Regions from separate parts of the Sus scrofa genome. Here regions 1, 2 and 3 are each linked to region 4. Evidence: chromatin contacts called from public HiChIP or PLAC-seq and promoter capture Hi-C data. All regions are on one chromosome and are shown on one strand. The core of a region is the stretch at or near the end of the contact, and the rest is flanking DNA. Distances in the headings are between cores, read along the strand shown.

Evidence for each region. Promoter capture Hi-C pulls out the DNA fragments that hold promoters and counts their contacts. HiChIP or PLAC-seq counts read pairs in DNA pulled down with a chosen protein or histone mark.
Region 1: a contact with region 4 is called in an H3K27ac HiChIP or PLAC-seq map of alveolar macrophages. The contact joins the promoter of PRR13 here to the promoter of CBX5 in region 4. A contact is called at or near these places in 1 of 5 promoter capture datasets (fetal liver) and 1 of 2 datasets of contacts at active chromatin or transcription factors (alveolar macrophages).
Region 2: a contact with region 4 is called in a promoter capture Hi-C map of fetal liver, with 2.7 times the contacts expected there. The contact joins the promoter of SP1 here to the promoter of CBX5 in region 4. A contact is called at or near these places in 1 of 5 promoter capture datasets (fetal liver) and 1 of 2 datasets of contacts at active chromatin or transcription factors (alveolar macrophages).
Region 3: a contact with region 4 is called in a promoter capture Hi-C map of liver, with 4 times the contacts expected there. The contact joins the promoter of CALCOCO1 here to the promoter of CBX5 in region 4. A contact is called at or near these places in 1 of 5 promoter capture datasets (liver) and 2 of 47 Hi-C or Micro-C datasets (liver and skeletal muscle).

The regions. Positions count from the first base shown.
Region 1 is chr5:18,659,238-18,662,152 of Sscrofa11.1, reverse strand. It overlaps PRR13 (proline rich 13), which reads right to left and starts at 1,339. Exons shown (of 4, transcript NM_001244511.1): 1 at 1,119-1,339; 2 at 611-649; 3 at 1-26. The coding sequence starts at 629.
Region 2 is chr5:18,587,508-18,590,413 of Sscrofa11.1, reverse strand. It overlaps SP1 (transcription factor Sp1), which reads right to left and starts at 1,651. Exons shown (of 6, transcript XM_005652567.3): 1 at 1,467-1,651; 2 at 232-386. The coding sequence starts at 1,473. It overlaps LOC102163309 (a long non-coding RNA gene), which reads left to right and starts at 1,778. Exons shown (of 3, transcript XR_002343962.1): 1 at 1,778-2,750.
Region 3 is chr5:18,928,985-18,932,039 of Sscrofa11.1, reverse strand. CALCOCO1 (calcium-binding and coiled-coil domain-containing protein 1) reads left to right here and starts at 1,638. Exons shown (of 15, transcript XM_005652574.3): 1 at 1,638-1,779. LOC106507255 (a long non-coding RNA gene) reads right to left here and starts at 1,432. Exons shown (of 4, transcript XR_002343963.1): 1 at 1,350-1,432.
Region 4 is chr5:19,482,734-19,485,927 of Sscrofa11.1, reverse strand. CBX5 (chromobox protein homolog 5) reads left to right here and starts at 1,401. Exons shown (of 5, transcript XM_021091740.1): 1 at 1,401-1,555. It overlaps HNRNPA1 (heterogeneous nuclear ribonucleoprotein A1), which reads right to left and starts at 751. Exons shown (of 9, transcript NM_001077218.1): 1 at 737-751; 2 at 75-191. The coding sequence starts at 751.

The DNA.
Region 1 (2,915 bases), core at 90-2,589, 820 kb after region 4:
CGGGTAAGGATTTGGCCCTGGCTGCCCTGGTGGAAAAAGCAAAGAATAAATTTAAGATTAGAACTGCCCAGAGCTTCTGACAACAAACAACAAAAAGAAGGGGATTCCATTTTTCACTCAATACTTAAAGGAAAATGGAGGAGTTCCTGTAGTGGCTCAGTGGTTAACGAATCCCACTAGGAACCATGAGGTTGTGGGTTCGATCCCTGGCCTCGCTCAGTGGGTTAAGGAACTGCAGTGAACTGTGGTGTAGGTCGCAGACGCGGCTCGGATCCCGCGTTGCTGTGGCTGTGGCGCAGTTGCAGCTACAGCTCCGATTGGACCGCTAGCCTGGGAACCTCCATATGCCGCAGGTGTGGCCCTAGGGGGGAAAAAATGTAAAGCTGAAGAAAGAGGAGCATGGAGGGGAGGGGAGACAAACCTATACAAGAGAAAGAAAAGGTAACGTTCCCTGGAGACAGTGAACTCTGGGGGAAGACACTGGGCAGCTATGGACTTTGCTTTTTTGTAGGTTAGGGCAGAGGTGGAGGAGAAACGGACACAAACTTCCTGTTGTGGCCCATCCGAAAAGGGACTGGGGCAGGAGAAGAGATTCTCCCCAAACACTTACCGGCATTGGGATTCCACATGTTCAGGGGTTTTCACCAGCCTGAGGAGAAAGAAATGAAGGTTAAAAGCTGACGGCCCAGAAGTGGGTGGGTGATTTAGACACCAAGCCCAACTTCAACGCCTCCTGCCCCACTGTAGGCTCCCAGGGAACTAACAGGTTCGCTACATAAGAAATGTCTCCTTCCACCCGCTCCTTCGCCCCCAATACCTAGTTTCCCTCCACCTTCCACTCGCTCTGGCTGCGGATTCTAACTCCTCGGGAGAGGGGCTGAGTGCGCGAATCTCGCTATCCCCATCACTCCTCTCCCTTTCCTTGACCGAGCCCGGAAGACTTTAACCACCATAGGCTGCGGAGGGATCTGAAACAACTTCACCATCCCCAAGGATGGGTGACGGGAGACAGGACCCCGCACCCCAGGCTAACAGAAGGACCTGCCTGGAGGCGAAAGGAGGTAAGGCAGCTCAGGAAAGATCCTCAAACGCTTATATAGTTAGACACACCCTCTTACCCTTTAAAAAAGGCAAGTGGAGACCCCGGCTCCCCAGCAACGAAGGGGCGTCTCACCCAGGAATGGAGAAAGAAAGGAACAGAATACTGACGTCCCGTCAGCTTTATACCACCGCCTGGGCGGAGGCGTCCTCCGCAGCCTCCACTCTCACTTCCCGATCACCCTCTCACGTTAGGCTTTGGCATCCGCCTCTGCTGCCTCCGAATTGGTAATATAACAACATTGGGCTTTAGGATTGGAGAACATGCTCGTCAATCACTCTAGTCCCCACTAGGCTAAAAGGCAATGGTTGCAGTGGGGGCGGAGCTGGGCGCTCTGGGGTGAGGCCGGTGCAGAGGGCGAGCGGGCCGGAAATGCCTGGGGGCGGGGCTATGGGTGGGCGGGGCCAGCTTCAGAGCAAGTTCGTGAGTACCTAGAGGAAATTCAACCCTTGACCTCTGAGCTCTTAGTCCAGTGGGTGCCACACCTTATAAAGTAAATATACCATGATAAATGTTGTACAGATATATATACACAGCTTAAGGAAGGGCGGGGAGCTGCCGATATTCACCCTAAAACTCAATATTGCCGCCTCTGTCAGCGTCCATAGAAAGTAAAGAAACATTCTTGGGAGAAATACAGAGATTTCTAATCTCTCCTAGGATTCCCTGTATCAACTACATAGCTCCGCCATCTGTCGAATTGCACAAAGCAGAAACGCCGGAGGTGATCCTTGATGGCTCTCTCCTTCACCTTCCCCTCTTCCCGCTCCAGCATCGGGAAGGGTCCGTTTGTTTCACGAATAAATCTGAAATTTCTCTACTTCTCTTCAATCTTCTCTGCTTCCAGCCTACCATCATATCTCAACGGGAATGCTGCAATGGCCTCTTCTTCTTTTTTTTTTTTTTTTTTTTTGGCCTCATTCACCACATATGGAAGTTCCCAAGCCAGGAGTCAACACTTGCCATAGCAGTGACCCAAGCTGCTGCAGTGACAACCTGGGATCCTTAACCTCCTGTGCCACAAGGGAACTCCATTCTTTTTTCTGAAGGAAGTACTAAATAATATGCCACTATTTGGATATTCCACATTTAGTTTATCCATTCATTAACTGATGGACATTTGAATTGTTTTTATGTTTTGCCTATTATGAATATTGCTGCTATGAACATTCGTGTACAAGTTTGTGCATAATCATAGGTGTGACCGTGTTTTCTTTTTTTATTTCAGCATAGAAATTTATTTAAATTCGAAATTACATGGTTAGGAGTTCCTGCACGGTTCACTGGGTTAAGAACTGGACTACTGGAGTTCCCGTCGTGGCTCCGTGGTTAACGAATCTGACTAGAAACCATGAGGTTGTGGGTTCGATCCCCGGCTTTGCTCAGTGGGTTAAGGATCCAGCATTGCCATGAGCTGTGGTGTAGGTCTCAGATACAGCTCGGATCCCACGTTGCTGTGGCTCTGGCATAGGCTGGTGGCTACAGCTCCCATTCAACCCCTAGCCTGGGACCCTCCATATGCCGTGGGAGCGGCCCAGGAAATGGCAAAAAGACAAAAAAAAAAAAAAAAAAAAAAAAAAAGAACTGGACTACTACCCATGAGAATGTGGGTTTCCCTGGCCCCATGCAGTGGGTTAAGGATCTGGTGTTGACATGAGCTATGGTGTAGGTTGAAGATGGGGCTTATATCCTGCATTGCTGTGGCTGTGGTATAGGCCAGCAGCTGCAGTTCCACCCCTAGCCCAGGAACTTCCGTATGCTGCAGGTTCGGCCCTAAAAATAAAAAAAAAAATTACATGGTTATATTTGTTTGTTT
Region 2 (2,906 bases), core at 402-2,901, 900 kb after region 4:
ATAAATAAACAGCAAAACAGTGCCCCCCCCAAGCAAACAAAAAGCCAACCTATCTACACTGCTGAAATTTGAAATTCTCATCTTTGGGGATCTCCAAGTCACTTGTCTCTGTACTTACTTCCCTATCTGTAAATTAGCCCTTTCCTAAAAATTTTTTTGTGAAAAGACAATCATCTAAGAATATCTACATCCTCTCAACACGATGCCCACTCTGTCCAGATGATCACCTACCTGCCCTCCTCCTCCTCCACCGCTGCTGCTACTGCCTGTGCTGCTGCTTCGAGCCTGAGAAAAGGCACCACCATTACCACTGCCCCCATTATTGCCACCAACTCCTTTTTCAATCTTCACCACAGCTGTCATTTCATCCATGGAGTGATCTTGGTCTAAAAAGAATTAAAAGATAACTTAAAGTTGGGGAAAGAAAAAAGATAAAATGAAGAAGGGTAAGGAAGACTAGGACCAAACAAAAATGACTAACAGGAAGGTGAAAGTCCCAGTATTTAAACAAACAAACAAAAAAGGATTGGGGAAGAAGAGACAGCTGTAGGGCTAGGAAGACCTGAACTGGGCCCCTTGGTGCCAAAACTGGGCCGCAGTTCTCCCTCGTACAAAATTAAACTCAGAAAACAATGAAAAGGTGCTTTTGGTATAGACAATGTAAGGGTCCGTGGACATGTTGAAGGAGTTTAAAAGTATCCTGCGGGGAAAAAAAGGAGAAATATAGATAAGGCATAAAACATGTGGGTGGATGGAAAGCTTGCTCAAATTAGGGTCAAAGGAGATGGAGAAAGGGAAGAATTCAAGTGTAGAAAGTCACAAGAGGAAAGGAAGGGGAAGGAGAAAAGATGAGATAAAAAGTTTTGTAGGGGGGAACATTTGTGAATACTAGAAAGGGGCTAAAGAGGTCCAGGGGTTAGAAATCAGGAGTTTCGGGGCGGACAGAGGGCGGGCCCTAGAAGGAAAGGGCGGTTTCGGGGTGAGGGGCGTGGAAAGGGCGGGACGGTAGGGGGAGGGGTAATCTACGGGGGGGAGGGGTAACCTTCGGGGGGTGGGGGGAGGAGGGCCTTGGGGCCGGCGGCGACCAGAGGGCGGACCAGGGAGGCGGTTGGCCCGGGCGGGGCCTGCACTGCTCGGGCCGCCCCCGCGGCTCCAGCCCCCGGCAGGAGGAGCCTCAGGCGGGCGGCCGAGTAGTGGGGGGTAAGGCCCGTCCCCCGTGGCTGGGGCGGGCAGGGGGCGGGCGAGGCCACGCTGCCCCCTCCCCCGGGGCGGGCGGCCCATCCCCCTCCTCCTCCGAGGCCCCGCCACTGCCCCTTCTCCCTCCCTTCCCTCCGCCCCGGGCGGGACCAAGGCCGCCGCCGCCGCCTCCCGCCCGCCCCCCTCACGGCGGGGACCGCCCGGTCGGCCCTCGCGCGCGCCCCCTCACTCCCCTCCCACCCCTAAGCTTGGAGTGGACTCATCCTTACCGCTCATGGTGGCAGCTGAGGGACGAGCTCAAGGGGGTCCTGTCCGGGGGGGTTGGGGGGGCCAGGAAAAACGCGGACGCTGACGAGGCAAGCGAACCCGGACCGGACAGGGAGGGGGGGGTAAAGAGGAGGGAGCAGCGCGCCACAAGCCCGGCCTAGGCCCCGCCCCTCCACTGCTGCCCCGCCCAATAAGGGAGGGTGAAAGGAGGGACTTGCAAAAGAAAGACAGGCAAATTACCCAATGGCGAGACTCGTTTGCTCTCTAAGGCGTGTAAGACAAAGTTGCGTGCGTGGTGTCCGCCCAAAAAGGGCGCCCTCTCAGTTTTAAAAGCCAATGAAAGGTGCAGGAAGTGAAGATAGGCGGGATTTAGAGATGATAGGCTTGGAGAGAAACCAGTCAACTGCCAGGCGGGCTCGCTGAGACGTAGGGATAGGAAGGGTTTTCATTGGAATGACAGAACAGCGACCAACCAAAACCCTGGGCAAGCCTGGGCAAAGTCCTGGTGGGAGGTGGTAAAAAGTAGACAGGAATGGGATAGGATGAAGCTTATCAAAACCAATCAGAAATCAGGCGGGCGGCCAGGAAAATTATGATTGGATTAACACTGAAAAGAGACGCGCTAGGACACAAATTGACGTGAATAAAAGCCAATTGAATGCTGCTTAAACTGTGAGGGCGGGAACCTGGAGTAGGCAGGGGAGAATTGGCGGCTGCTTCAGTCACTCAGCCCAATGAGGCAGCGAGGGAAGCCAGGCACCGCCTCCGGCTTGGCCAATGGGCGTTACTAGAGGCGCCAGTTGTCGGGGAGGTAACAGGGCTGTGCCAAGAGGAGTCCGTCGCCATTTTGGCCCTCCTCTGGGGACGTCTTTACCGTGATTAGGTGGCAAGGCTTCAGCAGAGCCCTGCAATTCAACAAGTGTCAGGGCCGAGCCCCGCGGCGCGTCGCATTTCTTCCTCGACATCAGGGCTTGTTTGAGTCTTCACTTAACCGCTTTTAAAAGTACCTCTCAGGTCTCCCCCCTCCGCGGTGGGCGGACTGGCAGGCGGATGCCTCAGAATATGGTGTAACCCCTGTGGGTGCTGGCGCAAGGAGATCTGGCGAGGGCGCTCATACAGTAGGTTAATAACGCACTGACCAATTTGCAAGGTCTTTGTGAGACTCCAGCAAACGCCATTTTACTAAATTCCCCCAAAGTTGATAGCTACTTAAGGCCGGTTAACTCTTCGAGAGCTTGCTTTTGAGGCTAAAGAGTGTTGGAGGACTTCCTGGAGTTCGAGGTCCTGTAAGCTGCTACCCCACCCCCGCCCCTGCCTCTACCCCGTAATTGTAAATAACGTTTAAACATAAAGCAAGTAGCCAGATAGAGTGCCTGCTTTTTGCAACTGCAAAGGTTAGAGGTGATTTTTCCCGAAACACCTGAATTTCTGGCTACTCATTC
Region 3 (3,055 bases), core at 389-2,888, 550 kb after region 4:
CTTAGAACAAAGGGAGTTAGTATGCCACCCAGGAGTTTCTGGGGTGGTTAATATGGTATTCTGACCATTTGTGCTTCAATCCTGATTCTACCACTTGCTAGGTAGTGGTGGTAAGTCTATGACCCCAGGTAAGTCACTTAATAGTCTGTGCCTCAATCTTCATCTTATGTAAAGTGGGAATAATAAAAGGGCCTACTATATAAGGGTATTGTATTATATGGAAAAGTCCTTAACATAGTTTAAACACATTGTAAACACCCAATAAACAAAAGTTACTATTTTGAGCTCCAGCTGAGACTGAGTTTTCCTATAAGCCTTTATGCCAGGTGGAAGACAAAAACCAAGAACAACTGAGACTTGGGCACCTGAACAGGCCTCACTCTTAACCCACCCCAGGACCTTGAGCCATCTCTGCAACCAGCAGCTTGTCCTAACTCATAAATCCTGACTAGTGACGCTGACATGTCACCTTAATGTTTGTGAAGCCTGATGATTTATTGCTAAGTGCTTGGAGATCTTCAATATGAAAGGCACCCAAGGGCAGGCACCAGACACACTATTGTCATAAAAGCAAAATACTACCCCAAAACTTGGAAAAGGCAGAGGCACCATAACTTAATGCAGCAGAAAATTAAAGCAGAAGAGCAAATCAATCCTTAGACTGTAATTCCTTAATACAGAGACTGAGAGAGATCATTTTTTGAATGCCTCAGACCCCGTGCAGGATGCCCAGGTCTTTAATGGACTCGTGACTTGAGGGTGCGTGGGAGGAATGTGAATCTTTCACCTCTTCTAAACAAAAAACAGGAGCAACAACATGTATTATTATCTTAATGAATTTAAGCCAGTTAAAAGGCTTGGGCAAACCAGCCGGGTAAGTGGCTTGTTTCTGAACTGTCCTGCATTATGCCATGTTCCCTTTTCAACGTGGTTCTCCTCACTTCACCTCTGCCCTCCCAACCAACAACACCTCGGACAATGGGTCCTCCTTCTGGACCTAGAGGACGCTGAGGGGAGCCCAGTCCAGTGTTGGCAGGCGTCTGGAACTGAAGCCCTCGAGTTAGAAAAAAAAAATCCTCAGTGGTGCAGAACACATAGTTTTTGCAGGGCTGCCCCTGAGGATGAAGCAATGAAGAAACTGCTACCACAGTTTCCTATCCCCTAGACGGTAGGTAGTTGTGATGTAGTGGCAAGAGCACTGGGAGTCGTGCAATCCTACCCTCTCATAGCTTTGATACTTTAGATCGGTTCCGTAACCTTTCTGGGCTTTAGTGTCTCCATCTGAAAGGCGTGGATAACAAAACCGCCTACCTCACAAGTTGTCGTTAAAAGTAAGCGAAAGTGTGTACCTGAACTCGTTCGGCCCACTCTATAATGTATTTTAAAGACAGCTTTCGAGCCGTAACTCCTCCCCACCCCCAACCACGCACGGTACCAACCGGCAGTCGCCACTAACGTAGCCTGCCCCCCTCCTAAGGCATCATGGGCTGTGAAGTTCTTTGCTGGCCACACCCTCGTTCACGGTCACGGAAGTGAGAACTACGCCTCCCAGGATGCTGCTGTGAGGCCTCCCCCGCGGCCGCCCTCTACTCCGCCCTCCTTGCGCACAGACTCCTGGGTTATGTAGTCCTAGATCCGCACTGGCTCGCCGGCAAAAAGGCTCGGAGGAACCACAAACCCCAGAAGCCCTCGCGTCCACCCTTCTCCCTCCCCTCCTGGAGTCGGAGTGCTGTTTTTGTTGTTGGTGAAAGGTGAGGGAACAGCTGATCCGTCTGTGGGGTAAGAAACTTGGCCTAATTTGGGGGCGGTTTTATGGGGGGCCACCCCACTTTCAAGCCTGTGAAAGGATCATCTAAGGGAACCGGTAAAGGCGGGTGGAGGAGCGTTTGGGTGTTAACACTTTCCGTACTGGAGAAACCACCCCCACAGTTTTGAGAGTTCTTGGTCTCAGGGGGGCCGTGATCAAGGGGATACCCAGTCACTGTTCTCGCCTCCATCTCAGTCCTTCTTTATAAAGCTTGAAACGCTTAAGGGAGTTGAGGGAGGCCGAAGTCTGCTTATTCTCAGCCAGGCAAGACTTGGCCTCACAAACCTTCCCGTTCCCCTCTCCCCCAGCCACCCTCCGCCCCACCTCAATCTAAAGGCCTTTATGCCACTGAATTCCTGAAGGAAAACATTACAAGGTGTAGAATGTTAAAAGAACTCTGAAGCCCTACAGCGTGGGGGGATGAGACACCCCCCCCCCCCGCAAAGCAAACAACCGAATCAGGCTACACATACACACTTCAGGTGCCCAGTGCTCTCTTTCAGGCCTGGGGATATTTCCAGCTGTTAGGAATTTTTTTTGTAGGGAGTATATGGGGTTCCCCCGGCTTAGATCTTTGAGGACAATTCACCCCCTCCTGGAAAGCCAGAAGAATTGTATTTAGAAAAAACATGGGCTGGTTTTAAGTAAGGATTTTTCAGAGATAAAAATTCAGAGAAACCTCTTGTCCTCAATTCAGTCTCTATTTTGGAGGAAGAAGTAGCTTCTTTCTGTAGAGCTGGCCCATCTTGCCTTCTCTAAGGCGTTTTTGTCTTCTTTTAAAGTCTCTACCCACCTGACTTCAGCCTCAGTGTGGGTTTGTGGTGTTTGGGGGCGTGCATATGACTAGTGCCTGTGGCTGACACAGGAGGAAGATTAGTGAGCTAGAGAGGAGAAATGACAAGGGCCATCTCACAGGCCTGGCCTGAGGATTCTCTTGATTGTTATCCTTCTTCGTCCCACCCCCATTCTTTCCAGTGAATTTTCCCCACCTAGCTTGGAACATCTCTTCCTCTCAATCCCTCCTATAGCATGCCTCCAACTACCAATCTGAGCAGCTGGAAGGATTAAGGCACTTGGAATTAAGGCTTAGGGGAGCAGAGAGAAAATGGGTAGGGAAATACGAGAGCTGGGTTCACATAGAGTCAGACCAGTAGATTTCTAACCCTGCTCCTGGCAAGACCTGAAGAGAAGAATGTGAGGTTCTTTTGGAACTCTCTTTCCTTCTCTCAACATCATGTGTACCTTTCC
Region 4 (3,194 bases), core at 152-2,651:
CAAACAGCAACGACAGCGAGATAAGCCAAGAAAAACAACTAGCTCTAAGGCCTTTTGTCTCTTCCAAGTCTTACCACACAGTCTGTGAGCGTTCCCCATTGCTCAAAATGGCTCCTCAGACTCTCATCGGTTGTTTCAAAGCTCAAACCTCCGATGAAGAGCTTCCGCAGCTGTTCGGGCTCTTTGGGAGACTAGAAGTAGGGGCAAAAAAAGCGTTAAATAGGGCTATAACGCAAACAAGCTCCCCGCTACAAGAAGCAACACCAGGTAGCAACGTACGAAGCTTTTATTGTTCCCTCGGGTCGCTGTAAGCCACGTGCTTCTCCCCATCTGGGGAGGCGGTATGTTGGGGGCTGGGAAGCGGCGAGCGCATGCGCCCCTTACTCTCCCTACGACGCACGCGCAACAAAAGGACTGGGAGGGCGTGCATCGCCAAAATTGGACTACAGCTACTCTTTAAGAAAGTCGTCCACTAGGACAAGGATGAAAAACAGACCGAATGTGTCCACGAGCATTGCAAAAAAGAACGAGAGCAGCGTGATAACCAAGGATTGCACGACGACAGCCTCATGGCGACGAGGACAAAATGGCGACCTGAACTCAGGGAGGGGTAGGCCCCGGCAGCGACCGAAGAACTGCCGAAAAGGCTGGTGCAAGCAGCCAAACCAGACTGCACCCTACCAAACTCAGCAAGCGGCGAAGAAGAAAACGCAGATGAAAAAAGAGTCTCACTCACCTCTGACTTAGACATGACGGTAGTGGGGAGGAGGTTACAACGATGCTTACTCGGCGGCGTCCGGGGGCAGAAAGGAGTAATCTAACGAACGAGTCTGCCAGCCTACCTTCGGCCTCGCTTTTTTATCCCGCCTCCTCGCGTTCGGCATTGGTAGACTCCGCCCCTGAGTAGCTCTGATTGGATATTTGACATAGCTTTCCCCCACTATTGGTCTCTCGTATGCGTTGCTGTGTAACGTCATCCGTTTGGGCGTTCTACGCAGTCTCAACCCCTCCCGGTCCATTGGTTCCTAAGTAATATTATTCTTAACTAGACTGATTGGCTGGTCAACCAATGATTCATATTTGAATTATTTCGGGTATTGAGATAACTTTTTAATTAGCTATGTCCGGAATATTCAACGCCTGTGTCAAAGCATTTTTAATACTATGTATCAAAAAAGTAGCTAGCATGTGACAATTTGGCGGAACGGGGGCGGGGGCAAGATCGCCTGCTGAGCGCATGTGTAGTAAAATGGCGAGTTTACGCAGGCGCGCTAAGAAGTTCCGCCCGGAGCTTGCAACACGTGAAATGGCGGGCAGGAGACAGCGGCGAACCTAAGGCGCCTGCGTAGTGGCGGGAGTTGTGCCCCCTTTTGCGCAGGCGTAATGGGCGGGGAAAGGGTCGGGTCCCAGGATTGGTCGCGCAGGCGCAGGGAAGGATCCGTTTTGGCGGGCGGTTGGCGTTGCGCAGAAGGCGGCGGCGGCGGTGGCTTGTGGTCCGGCCGCACCACAGAGGAACAGGCGAGGCGTTAGCGTGAGTGATCGGTCTCGACCCCCGGTAAGTGGCGGACCATCTTGCCTACCCATACGAGGTCTTGAACTGACTCCAACTGGGCCCGTTATTGTGTGAAATGAATGGACCTCGGGGTGGGGGCTCGTGAAGGGGGAGCGGTGAGATCGGCCAACCAATGGAAGAACGGGGGCGGGATGTTTTATCCCCGTAGGTTCTGTGGAGCTTTGCAGCGGAAGAGTTTGACTGGCGAGTGTATAGGCCAATTGGGGCTGTCCTTAGCTGCCGACTCATCGGTCCTTGGGCCATCGGTATGTGGGAGGCGGGCTTTCTCCTCCTGAGCAGCATCTCACTGAGCCAATGAGCACGAAGCGCGCGGTAGGTTGGGCTCCTCCAAGAGGCCACGATTTGACTCCAATGGGGGATGCGGGAGTTGGGCGGTTAGGTGGATGGACCAAATCGGGAGCCAGTAGGCGAGCAGCCTCTGGAAAGCGCTCAGGCTGTTCGTCCAATCAGCGCTCCAAAAGAGGGAGGTCTTAGATTTGGGGATGCGAGGAAGGGGATTCAATGCCTGTGATGGCGCGTAGGGGCTATTTTATTCACAATGACTTTAACAAAACCTGTGGGCCTCCGTGCCACACTTCTCTGGTAGGAAAGCTGTTAAGTTTGGTCCTGTATTCCTCGGTTTTGGCTCTTTCCCCCCCACAACGGTATATCTCACCATCCAGCACTTTAGGTTTTGGAGGGGAACAAGGGATGTCAAAGACATGACTGGAAAACTCGCTTCTTTAGGAAGACTGCCTTGAAATGTTAGAACAAATAGAATTTATTTGTACTGTTGTGGAATAGCACCCAAGAAGAGTCTACAAAATAACAGTAATGCATATTTCCACAGACAAAGAAATATTTGTGAACCCATAGGAAATGTTTCGGAAAACTGCATAGCAAAATATGTTAACCTCTAGGGATACAGTGGGTTGGAGACACATCGCATCTCCAGTGTTTACATTTTTGCAGGGATAATAATTTGTAATTAAAAATAAATTTAAAAGCTCGTTGTTTTTGTGTTTTCAGTTATAGTCAAGTACTTCTCACCACCTCCTTACACCTCAAAAAGGTGCTGTTTTTCAGTTAAGAACTAAAGCGATTCTTGGTTTAAACAAACAAATTTTAAAAAGATAATTTTTTTTTTTGAGTACTGATAGTCATGATGTTAAGTGCTTTACAAGCATTGTCCAATTCCTTTATCTTAGGCTCTGCTCTGAGGAACTTTCTCCTCCATATATATATATCTCTTTACATTGTTACAGATCTTCTTAGGCCTTCTTTCTGCTGTTCCTTTAAGGATATCTGGATTTGGATAAAAAGGAAGTTGCTTAAGGAGGGTGATACTTAGGGTGCTGGAGACGGAACCCATCCATCACCTGGGTTATTTTTTGCCTTTTGATTATAGAATTTCAAAGTATTTCCTGTGCAGTCCATATCCTGTTAGTAATGCTTGTTCTACTCATTCCACTATGTTTTAGTAAACCATAGAAATTTTCATTACGTTTTGACTGTATGAGAGTCTATACTGCCCCTCCCCCTTTTTTGGCCGCACCTGTGGCATAAGGAAGTTCCTGGGCTGGGGATCTAACGTGCACCACAGCAGTGATCCAGGCTGCTGCAGTGGTGATTCTGGATCCTT